Regions from separate parts of the Pan troglodytes genome. Here region 1 is linked to region 2. The links are chromatin contacts, called in public Hi-C maps. All regions are on one chromosome and are shown on one strand. Each heading gives the region's core, a stretch centred on a gene start, on an enhancer-like site or on the middle of the called end of the contact. The rest is flanking DNA. Distances are from core to core; before and after follow the strand shown. Region 1 holds the start of CEBPD (CCAAT enhancer binding protein delta). Region 2 overlaps SPIDR (scaffold protein involved in DNA repair).

What was found. A called contact is a pair of places that touch in the nucleus more often than the background predicts.
Region 1: a Hi-C map of stem cell-derived neural progenitor cells shows a contact between it and region 2, with 4 times the contacts expected there. The contact joins the promoter of CEBPD here to the enhancer-like site in region 2. A contact is called at or near these places in 2 of 7 Hi-C or Micro-C datasets (blood and stem cell-derived neural progenitor cells).

The regions. Positions count from the first base shown.
Region 1 is chr7:56,282,611-56,288,237 of NHGRI_mPanTro3-v2.0_pri, reverse strand. CEBPD (CCAAT enhancer binding protein delta) reads left to right here and starts at 3,454. Exons shown (of 1, transcript XM_003951258.6): 1 at 3,454-4,721. The coding sequence starts at 3,514. The coding sequence ends at 4,323.
Region 2 is chr7:56,057,280-56,062,789 of NHGRI_mPanTro3-v2.0_pri, reverse strand. All of the region lies in intron 8 of SPIDR (scaffold protein involved in DNA repair), which reads right to left. It also overlaps the pseudogene LOC464160. Among named protein-coding and RNA genes, the nearest start is that of CEBPD, 220 kb to the left of the region's middle. Within about 2 kb of position 3,044, at least 11 of the 24 cell types and tissues checked have an H3K27ac peak or open chromatin away from gene starts, as enhancers often do. A contact at or near this core is called in stem cell-derived neural progenitor cells, where this site is marked.

The sequences.
Region 1 (5,627 bases), core at 2,205-4,704, 230 kb before region 2:
TCGCTACTGTGACCCAAAACTCGGGAAAATAAGCCATAAATTTAAAATAGCCCAAAGGCAGAAGGGAAACAAAACCATCTAATCTGATAGCTGAGAATAACAATCTGAAGAAAGCACTAAAAAGTTTCCCACCTCTTGAAACTTCATTTCATATTTACGTTTAGAGAGCACTCCTCAAAAATGTTTTATTTTTTCAGACTGTAATTTGGAGCAGAACTGCTCTTCTGCCATTTCAATTATCCAAATATGATCCCTAGGATGAGAGAGAGCTGAATTATGGTCAACTTCGTCCTATGAATGAAGGGAAGCCAGATTGGCTTTTGGACCCCAACAAACAGCTTATATTAACTCAAACACATTTTAACCGTTTTCAACCTCCTGAATTTCTTTTTTTTTTTTTTTTTTTTTTTTGAGACGGAGTCTCGCTCTGTCGCCCAGGCTGGAGTGCAGTGGCGGGATCTCGGCTCGCTGCAACCTCCGCCTCCCTGGTTCACGTCATTCTGCTGCCTCAGCCTCCCTAGTAGTTGGGACTAGAGGCGCCTGCCACCATGCCTGGCTAATTTTTTGTGTTTTTAGTAGAGACGGGGTTTCACCTTGTTAGCCAGGATGGTCTCGATTTCCTGACTTTGTGATCTGCCCGCCTCGGCCTCCCAAAGTGCTGGGATTACAGGCGTGAGCCACCGCGCCCCGCCTTTTTTTTTTTTTTTTTTTTTTGATACGGAGTTTCACTCTGTCGCCTAGGCTGGAGTGCAATGGTGTGATCTCGGCTCACTGCAACCTCCGCCTCCAGGGTTCAAGCGATTCTCCTGCCTCAGCCTCCCAAGTTAGCTGGGGTTACAGGCACCTGCCATCATGCCCGGCTAATTTTTGTATTTTTGTAGAGACAGGATTTCACCATGTTGGCCAGGCTGGTCTTGAACTCTTGACCTCAGGTGACCCGCCCACCTCGGCCTCTCAAAGTGCTGGGATTACAAGCGTGAGCTACTGCACCAGGCCTAGGCAAGAGCTTTCTAACCGCTTCCTGTAAAGCACCTCAATATGCATCACTGTCATGTAAACTCAACTTAGTGTTAATAAATGTAGCTTTGGGAGGCGGAGGCGGGTGGATCACGAGGACAGAAGATCGAAACTATCCTGGCTAACACGGTGAAACCCGTCTCTACTTAAAATACAAAAAATTAGCTGGGTGTGGTGTCACGGGCCTGTAATCCCAGCTTCTCCGGAGGCTGAGGCAGGAGATTCGCTTGAACCCGGGAAGCGGACGTTGCAGTGAGCTGAGATCGCGCCACTGCACTCAAGCCTGGCGACAGAGCAAGACTCCGTCTCAAAAATAAAGATAAAAATAAAAATAAAATGTAACTATATTGACTATCGGAATCAGTAAATCATCTCACTGAAAATAGTCTCTGAGTTGTTTTTAGGAGGATATGGTTATCCCTTATAAATATTGATTTTGCATTCCCTAAGTGATTGATTAGGGAGGGCTTTAATAGTGTTTCTATGGCTTCTGAAATATATGAGAACAAAACAATTTGTGCTAGAACTTTTTCTGGATGTGCGTAAGTCCACACTCTACGCATTGCTGGATTTCAGTCTTAATAGGTAATTAATTGTGTGACATCATCATTGTGTACCCTCTGAGTAACTCTAAAGAAATATGTTTGTTCTTTAGGAAACCTATTAAATATCCCATAGTGCAACGTTAGAAATGACCTCTGGAACTGACTGCAGAAACTGCACAGCAGTTAGTAGAGCTTGGTGTTCCGACGCAGATCTGGTGAGAGGCCTGCGCAGGAAGAGACTCGACATGGAGCAGGTGTGACTAGCGATAGTGATTTAATGGATTTGGGCCAGACATGGTGGCTCACGCCTGTAATCCCAGCACTTTGGGAGGCTGAGGCCGGCGAATCTCTTAAGCCCAGGAGTTTGAAACCAGCCTGGACAACATTGTGAGATCCCATCTCAATTTTTTTTTTGAGATGGAGTCTCGCTCTGTCGCCCAGGCTGGAGTGCAATGGAACGATCTCGGCTCACTGCAACCTCCGCCTCCCGGGTTCAAGCGATTCTCCTGCCTCAGCCTCCCGAGTAGCTGGGATTACAGGCGCACGCCACTACGCTTGGCTAATTTTTGTATTTTTAGTAGAAATGGGGTTTCACCATGTTGACCAGGCTGGTTTCAAACTCCTGACCTCGAGTGATCCGCCCACCTCAGCCTCCCAAAGTGCTGGGATTACCGGCATGAGCCACTGTGCTCGGCTGAAAAAAACCATATTTTTAATTTAAAATAATAAATGGGTCTGACCAGAAATGCCTGCCTCAAATTGCAGGACACATGACAAAGCCCATTCTTACTTAAGACATTTTCAGTGTGCGATGGGTCTACCGGGATGTAACCCCATGGTGAGTCGAGGCCCATCTGCACCCTGCTATAGCTACTGGTAGATCTTACCTGTTTCCCAAAAAGGACCCAACTACTTTAGGTTCAAGGCACTTTTTTGGAATATTTAACAGGGAAAGAGCCTGGAACTAAAAACAGGTCTAACGCAAGATGCCGCCACACGATGGCACTGCTTCCGTAGACCTGGAAGAAACGCGGGCGCGGGAGCTGGCGGCGGACGCCCGGGCCTGCGGGGTCGGGGAGTAGCGTCCGGCCGGAGAGCCCGCACCTCGAGGAGCCGGCGGAGGACGCGATGTCGTGACCGCGTCTCCCCCATCTGCTCTGCTTTTGGCGACAGCGTCCCGTCGGCCTTTCGGTCAGGACGCAGCAGCCGCGTCTCTGGGCCTCGACCCCCAGGGCCGGCCGGACCCGGGACCTCCGAGGAGAGCAGCGAGAACCGGCCCGGATTCCCCGAGGCGCCCGAGTGCGGTGCGGGCAGCCCTCCCCGCCTGCCAGGCCGCCGCTGTCCCCACGTCTGGTCCCCCGCGCCTCTTCCCGCCTCTGGTCCCACGGTGGAGGCGCGGGGCGAGGGCCTCACGCGCGTGCCCACGGTCGGGGGGCGTCCTTGGACGCGCGGGTCCTCTCCCACGGGTCTCCACCCCCCGCCCTCCGGCGACAGAAGCCGGCCTGGGACGCGCGCGCTGCGGCCAAGTCCTGGTTTTGATTTCACTCCCAGCCCCGAGGAGCGAGGAGGTTCCAAGCCCACAAACAGGAAGAAGAGAAGGCCCTGGAGTGCTGGCAGAGGGAGTGTCATTCCCAGCAGCGCAGCGCGGGCCGGCCCGGGCCGGGGAGGGAGCAGCAGCGCGGGCACCCTCCTACAACGTGGGCTGGGGGTCCCCAGGGCCGGGGAGGGGGCCCCGGGGAGGAGCTGAGAGAGGGCGCGCCCCGGGAAGCCTCGGGGCGGCTCCGGGGGGCTCCCAGGGCGCCCCCGCCCCTTCCCCCGCGGCCCCGGGGCGCCCCCGCGGTGCCGGAGTCGGGGCGGGGCGTGCACGTCAGCCGGGGCTAGAAAAGGCGGCGGGGCTGGGCCCAGCGAGGTGACAGCCTCGCTTGGACGCAGAGCCCGGCCCGACGCCGCCATGAGCGCCGCGCTCTTCAGCCTGGACGGCCCGGCGCGCGGCGCGCCCTGGCCTGCGGAGCCTGCGCCCTTCTACGAACCGGGCCGGGCGGGCAAGCCGGGCCGCGGGGCCGAGCCAGGGGCCCTAGGCGAGCCAGGCGCCGCCGCCCCCGCCATGTACGACGACGAGAGCGCCATCGACTTCAGCGCCTACATCGACTCCATGGCCGCCGTGCCCACCCTGGAGCTGTGCCACGACGAGCTCTTCGCCGACCTCTTCAACAGCAATCACAAGGCGGGCGGCGCGGGGCCCCTGGAGCTTCTTCCCGGCGGCCCCGCGCGCCCCTTGGGCCCGGGCCCTGCCGCTCCGCGCCCGCTCAAGCGCGAGCCCGACTGGGGCGACGGCGACGCGCCCGGCTCGCTGTTGCCCGCGCAGGTGGCCGCGTGCGCACAGACCGTGGTGAGCTTGGCGGCCGCAGGGCAGCCCACCCCGCCCACGTCGCCGGAGCCGCCGCGCAGCAGCCCCAGGCAGACCCCCGCGCCCGGCCCCGCCCGGGAGAAGAGCTCCGGCAAGAGGGGCCCGGACCGCGGCAGCCCCGAGTACCGGCAGCGGCGCGAGCGCAACAACATCGCCGTGCGCAAGAGCCGCGACAAGGCCAAGCGGCGCAACCAGGAGATGCAGCAGAAGCTGGTGGAGCTGTCGGCTGAGAACGAGAAGCTGCACCAGCGCGTGGAGCAGCTCACGCGGGACCTGGCCGGCCTCCGGCAGTTCTTCAAGCAGCTGCCCAGCCCGCCCTTCCTGCCGGCCGCCGGGACAGCAGACTGCCGGTAACGCGCGGCCGGGGCGGGAGAGACTCAGCAACGACCCATACCTCAGACCCGACGGCCCGGAGCGGAGCGCGCCCTGCCCTGGCGCAGCCAGAGCCGCCGGGTGCCCGCTGCAGTTTCTTGGGACATAGGAGCGCAAAGAAGCTACAGCCTGGACTTACCACCACTAAACTGCGAGAGAAGCTAAACGTGTTTATTTTCCCTTAAATTATTTTTGTAATGGTAGCTTTTTCTACATCTTACTCCTGTTGATGCAGCTAAGGTACATTTGTAAAAAGAAAAAAAACCAGACTTTTCAGACAAACCCTTTGTATTGTAGATAAGAGGAAAAGACTGAGCATGCTCACTTTTTTATATTAATTTTTACAGTATTTGTAAGAATAAAGCAGCATTTGAAATCGCCCCTGCTTCCTATATTCGCAGTGACTCCCGCCCGCCCGCCGGTGGCGCAGGACCCGGCTCGGGAAGGGTGCGTTCCAGACCCGCAGCCAGCGAACACCAGGGAGCACGGGCGCCAGGTGTGTGTGTGTGGGGGGCGGGGGGATGGGGCGCAGGCCCGAGCTACTCAGGAGAGAGGGTCTGTCGCTTTTAAAACGCATTAAAGGCTCTCTCCTGGCCTTATTTAACTTGCCTAAGCTAGGTGGAGCACGGCTGAGCTCAGGTAAGCTAGCAGCTTTCCAGCAGAAGGTGTTCTCCCGAAGAACGCAAACCTGGGGAAGGGTTGACTTTTTGGGGGCCCCTGCTGAAAACAGTTCAAGAGCTCCCTAACTGTAGAGGCTGCTGGAGGGGCGAGGGGCAGAACCCCGGGCTGAATCATCTCCCGCTTTCCTGGGACTTTGCTTTCACTTTCCTCAGTCTTGTGGACAGAGTCAAGTAGATTTTCAAAAGTGCTCCAGAAAGGCCGGAATAGTCATGTAGTGGATGAAAAGGGCAGTCACAAAACTGCTTAAGACCAGCTGTCTTGCCAGTAATTGCAGTGCTTTAAGATTTAATTAAAAAGCCGCCTGCCTTTAACCCAAGAACACTTGGTATTAGGGCACCATTTCTTGGTCACGGCTGCTACGTGTATCTGATGTAGTTAACCATGGCCTGTCATGATTATATTGCTATAAGGAAGGGAACAAAATCTTTATAGTGTCCAAAGATAATTAATTCTTGGTTTAAATCTCTGCCAGCAAAGCAAATAACCGACTGCTCCTTAGTCTGTGATCTTTGCTCTCCGTGCACATTACCCAGCCTAATTAAAACAGGTGTGTGTGGTGGAGCCAGCTATCCCCACCACCATTCAGCAGAGACACGATCACACCA
Region 2 (5,510 bases), core at 1,795-4,294:
AGACAATTTAGACCTAGAATTTCATACAGTACTGGGAATGAGAGACAAAATACAATAAAGTCCTGTAAGTGCTATTATAGAGCCATATGTGTCACTATTCTGGTCCTAAGATTTGTAGATTAGCCTTCCAAGGGGATTGGGACACTTCCCAAGGATCCTTGGGGACAGTGGCAGGCCTTAATTATACCCCACCTTCATCACTTTCAGTCTTTTCTATACCAGAGGACATCAAAGCTCAGGACAACCACATAACAGTATTCAGTTGATTCTCAGACAGAATTATCAGGCAGATGTTGACAAGGTTCTTCTTTGCTAAGTGTTTGGAGAACACACACTTAAAAAAGCAGAGAACAATCCCTCATATTTTGAACTATGAGCTTAATTCTGTAAGTAATTCCTCATAAGCACCAAAATAGGTCACTGGTTTCTTTAGCAGAAGATCTTTTAGCAGAAGAAACTGGCAGATAGAAAATTTAAGTAATGGGCTATTGTCAGAAAGCACACTAGAATCAGTTGAAGGCTAGTGGGGGTCAGATGTGGAGGTTAAGCCTCCACAGCACAGTGTGGCCCAGCCTCCCATTTCCATCCCCTACCCTGCCCTGGGACCTCTGTTCAAAAGGAGGACATATGCTCTTCCTTTTGTTGAACTTTAAAGAAAACAGGAAATCGTGTTTAAAATAATTTCTATGATTTTGTGAATCCTTATGATTAACAAATAGCCATTCAAATTCCTCAGAAATGATGAAAAATATAAACCTCAGAAACATAAGGGTAGAATGTCTTTGAAAAGCATAGCCTTTTACAGCCTTTGAAAGCAGTCAGAGGTGCTTGTGAAACCATGTGTGCTGTTTTGGGTGTTGGCCTCAAAGCACATACAAATATAATTTGTAGTATATTGTTTATTTGTTTTTCCTTTTCAGATATCTTAATATCAGTCACCTAAATACTTATATTTCCCTTATCTCCCTCATCATATTCTGATTTCTATTTTTTATGTCTCTCCTAACATTGCCTATTCAAATTACTTTCAATCAGTAACTCTGACAGCCTCAGAATCACATCCAAAAAACCACTTCCACAGACTTTAGCACAGATTTGAGCATACCCCTCTTTTATGCCTCACTGTTTCCTTAGATTTCTACCATAGTAACTGAAAAGTAACACTATACATATTTCTGTAGACACATCCCCTGCAGTGGGCTCCCAGCGCCTCCCTCCCCTCAAACAGGTAACAAGGAGCACATTTTCCTCTTCTCCATGTCATCAGCACCAACACAGAGCAGTGAGTGCATGTTTGTAGAATTGATAGATAAGTGCATTTGGGATATATTAACTTTATGAGACCAGGGATGAGTTTAGGTGGTGAGTTTTTGTTTTAGAAATCCCTGTACCAAACCCAATCTAGCAGTCATTTCTATATCAAATGAATGAAAATAACCTCAATCAGTAACTTCAGAGTCAGACAACTTAACGAATGTAAAATATACAGGACACAAGCAGGCATATTAAAGGCAACAAATGCTAGTTTTTCTCTGTACTCCTGTCAGCTAATACTTAAATTGTTATTATTAGATTCAGGGACTTTTGATCAGATACAAAAGGTGCAATGCCATGGACCTTTTTCTGCAGCACTCTCCTGAATGCAAGTACTATGTGACTTTCACATTATAGAACCCATGGTGAGTCACCAACCACAGCCCAAGAAGGCACATGGTTCACCTGTGGGCAAGAGGCAGAGAGAACAACAGTAGGGTGACTATAGCAAAAACAACCTGTTTTCCAAATTCTAATAATAGACTGTAGGAAAACACACATTTAGACACACCTCTAACCCTAGAACTTGTAGCCATTTTAAAGCTATTAACATAGATCCCATGCCAAGCAATAGTCTCTCCTCCTCCCTCACCCTTATATCTAAAAATAAAATGAAACATTACAGCCACATATTTTGCTTGCCTCAGCCAATAGCTCAAAAAACCCCCTCAAGTCCTACTGTTGCTGGATCAGTCTACTGTATACTATGAGTCAGCACTTCTCCAGATTTCTGGAAATTCCTCACCAGCAACATGACCTACAAGAGGAAGCCAACTTTCCATTTCAATGTATAACAGGAAGTATTCAAACAGATTTCACCTAAACTGGAGAATTGTTGTTAATGTAACTGCTGTTATATCAAAATGAGTCCAAATCTACTGAAAGACATCAAGTTTTTTTTAAAAAGTATAACATTTTATTTTAAAATACAGACGTATAGATTGTAATTAGCTAAACCCGTATAGTGATTTTGAACAGAGGTACTTTAGTGGCTGGAAGACAAGAAAAACACAAACTTTTCAATTACTGTCTATTTTTCTATTACACATATTATTGCAGAGTTGTAAGACTTGGGCAAAACCTGTTTGTTAAGAATCTGTTTTGTTTTGAATATCTGGTTTGAGCAGTAATGTACAGAAATAACATTGGAAGTGTAAATATTTTGAGAAAAGACATTCTGCAGCAGATGCTAAAACAGAGTTTACCTCTCTCAATGATTGGCTTAAATTTGTTTGAACAGCACAAACTATGTTAATAGATTACAGAGATTTTATGTTTCAGAAGTGACCTTTCAGAATATTAACAGACCTTAAAACAGCCTGTAGATTAACTAGAGGGTTATTTCATCAGGGTCCTTGCTTTTACAGTCAGAAAGCTGCTTTCATAGTTAAAATGTCAACTACAAGAAGTCGTTTTTCCATAATTCTTACAGAATTTCAAGACTTAAGTTCAGTAAAAAGCCAAATAGCTTAGTTATTACAGTCATTAATAAATTTATTTAACATTCGTGCCGCATTGGAATGCAAGACATCTGGTTCTAATTTCAATTTTGGCTCAGAATAAAAGTGCCTCCCCCGCAATACTTTGATTATAAACTGTCCTTTTCCTCCTCTCTTTTTTTCTTCTTTGGAAGCTGCTGTCCTTCATTCTTGCTGGAAGCCACCTGACCACTGCCAGGAAGAGGAATGCAAAACATTCCCAGGAGCGGCCGTGACGTCAGCGCCACATTCCACCTCTCCGTGGTCAGGGCTGTCGGGAAGCTCCAGCCTCCAGCAAAACCGCTGGGAGAGATAGCAGCTGAGGCCTGCACTAAATCATATTATACTAAAACCTCCTTCATGTTATGCTCTAAAAATGCACAATGTCTTCCTCCCAAAACAGAGAGAGGGGGAACAGAGCTGGCTTTATAAGCCATATTTACTGTTTATCTTCAAAACACTTTTGGACTTGGGGGAGGAGAAAAACAAGTAAAAACTGATTAACAACAATCCTCAGCGGCCCAATCACCATAGGCAACAGTGTGTAGACAGGGTGAGACGAACAACACAAGAGTTTGGGTTTCAGCTAGCACATCCCCCTCTATTAAACCATCCTCAACAACCCAGTCGCTAAGCTCCCTCTCAGGAGAAAGACAAAAGTCCCATTCAAGGATGCTTTAGAAACGATAAGAAAGTAGTGGATGTGGGGAGGCGCATGGGATGAAGACGGCAGCGGAGCAACAGAAGTCGCTGAGAGAGTTCGTGGGGGTGATGGGCACCGAGCAGGACCGGGCCTGCTTCTTCCTCAAGTCGGCTACCTGGGACTTGCAGATTGCGCTAGCGAGCTTTTATGAGGACAGAGGGGAAGACATCATAACCATTTCACAGGCAACCCCCAGTTCAGTGTCCAGAGGCACAGCCCCTAGTGATAATAGAGTGACATCCTTTAGAGATCTCACTCATGACCAAGATGAGGATGAGGAAGAGGAGGAAGGCCAGAGGTTTTATGCTGGGGCCTCAGAGAGAAGTGGACAGCAGATTGTTGGCCCTCCCAGAAAGAAGAGTTCCAATGAGCTGGTGGATGATCTCTTTAAAGGTGCCAAAGAGCATGGAGCTGTAGCTGTGGAGCGAGTGACCAACAGACCTGGAGAGACCAGTACACCAAGACCATTTGCCGGAGATGGCTATGGCCTTGGGGCAGCACCAGAGGAAGAGTCTGCTTATGTGGCAGGAGAAAAGAGACATCATTCCAGCCAAGATGTTCATGTAGTACTGAAACTCTGCAAGAGTGGATTCAGCCTGGATAATGGAGAACTCAGAAGCTACTGAGACCCATCCGATGCCCAGTTTCTGGAGTCTATCCACAGAAGGGAGGTGCCAGCAGAGCTGTGGAGGCTAGCTCACAGTGGACAGGCGAACTTGGATATGGAGGACCATCAGGACGAGGACTTTATGAAGTCCAAATAAGCCTTCAAAGCCCTTCACTGGCGACGGTCAGACACCGAGCAGCACTGCCCCCTAGGTGTTGAGTACCATCTCTCCAGTCCAACTGGCAGAAAATGAAGCCAAAGCCAACTCTTCCATCTTAATCGTCAAATCAGAGACTACCACAAACATCCAAATTCGGCTTGCAGACGGTGGGAGGCTGGTGCAGAAATTTAACCACAGCCACAGGATCAGCAACATCCAACTCTTCATTGTGGATGCCCAGCCAGCCATGGCTGCCACCAGCTTTATCCTCATGACTACTTTCCCAAACAAAGAGCTGGCTGACGAGAGCTGGACCCTGAAGGAAGCCAACCTGCTCAATGCTGCCATCATGCAGTGGTGAACCTAACTGCCCAGGCAGCTGCCTGGCCTCTCTCCTGTGTTTCCCACAGCCAGTGGCCATGCCCCATGGGGATCATCCCTCCTGCCCCCTTGTGCACACCAGTAGTCCAGTGTGACATCTCCTCCACAGCTCTGGGTTCTTAGGTGTTGGTTGAACATTTGTTTTCTCCTTAGTTGTATTTCCTGGGTTTTTGTGATGATCAATGGACTTTAATGAAAAAAATAAAAACAACCAAAAACAAGTAGTGGATGTATTTTCACTAAAAAGAAATATTATATAGACATAGAAACTGAAGATTGTAATTATTGCAAAAAATTCCAAACATACACATAATTCTTATACAATTTTTCACTTGTAACTTCCTAGACTCTATCAACAATTCAACAAGTATATTTGTTAACTGTTTGTGCAACTACATTATACACAACATTTTGGTTTTTTTTGCAAATACTCTACTGAATATTTCCCCATTCTATTTAATATATTATGATCTTTCATACTTTATGAAACTCTAAAACTTTAAAATAATTTTTGGGAGGGAGAGAAGAGTTCTATTGCAAAAAAAATGCTTTATGCACATAATTTTTTTATGCTAAACAATTTCCTTGGAATAAACTTGCAGGCATGGACATCTAGATTAAGTATGCAATTTCTTTTGACATTTGCTACATATTGCTATGCTAATTTCCAAAAGAACTGTACTCAGTAAGACAATTACACATTTCAGCCTCCGCACTGTAACTCTGTCAGCATTTGTGTGTGCACACATAATTACACATAGAGTTGACACAGACATTTTGCCAAGATATTTTAATTTAACTTTTTTTGATTAATAATGAGACTGAAGATTCCTTCATGAGTTGAGTTTTGGGCAACTTCTGAGGTGA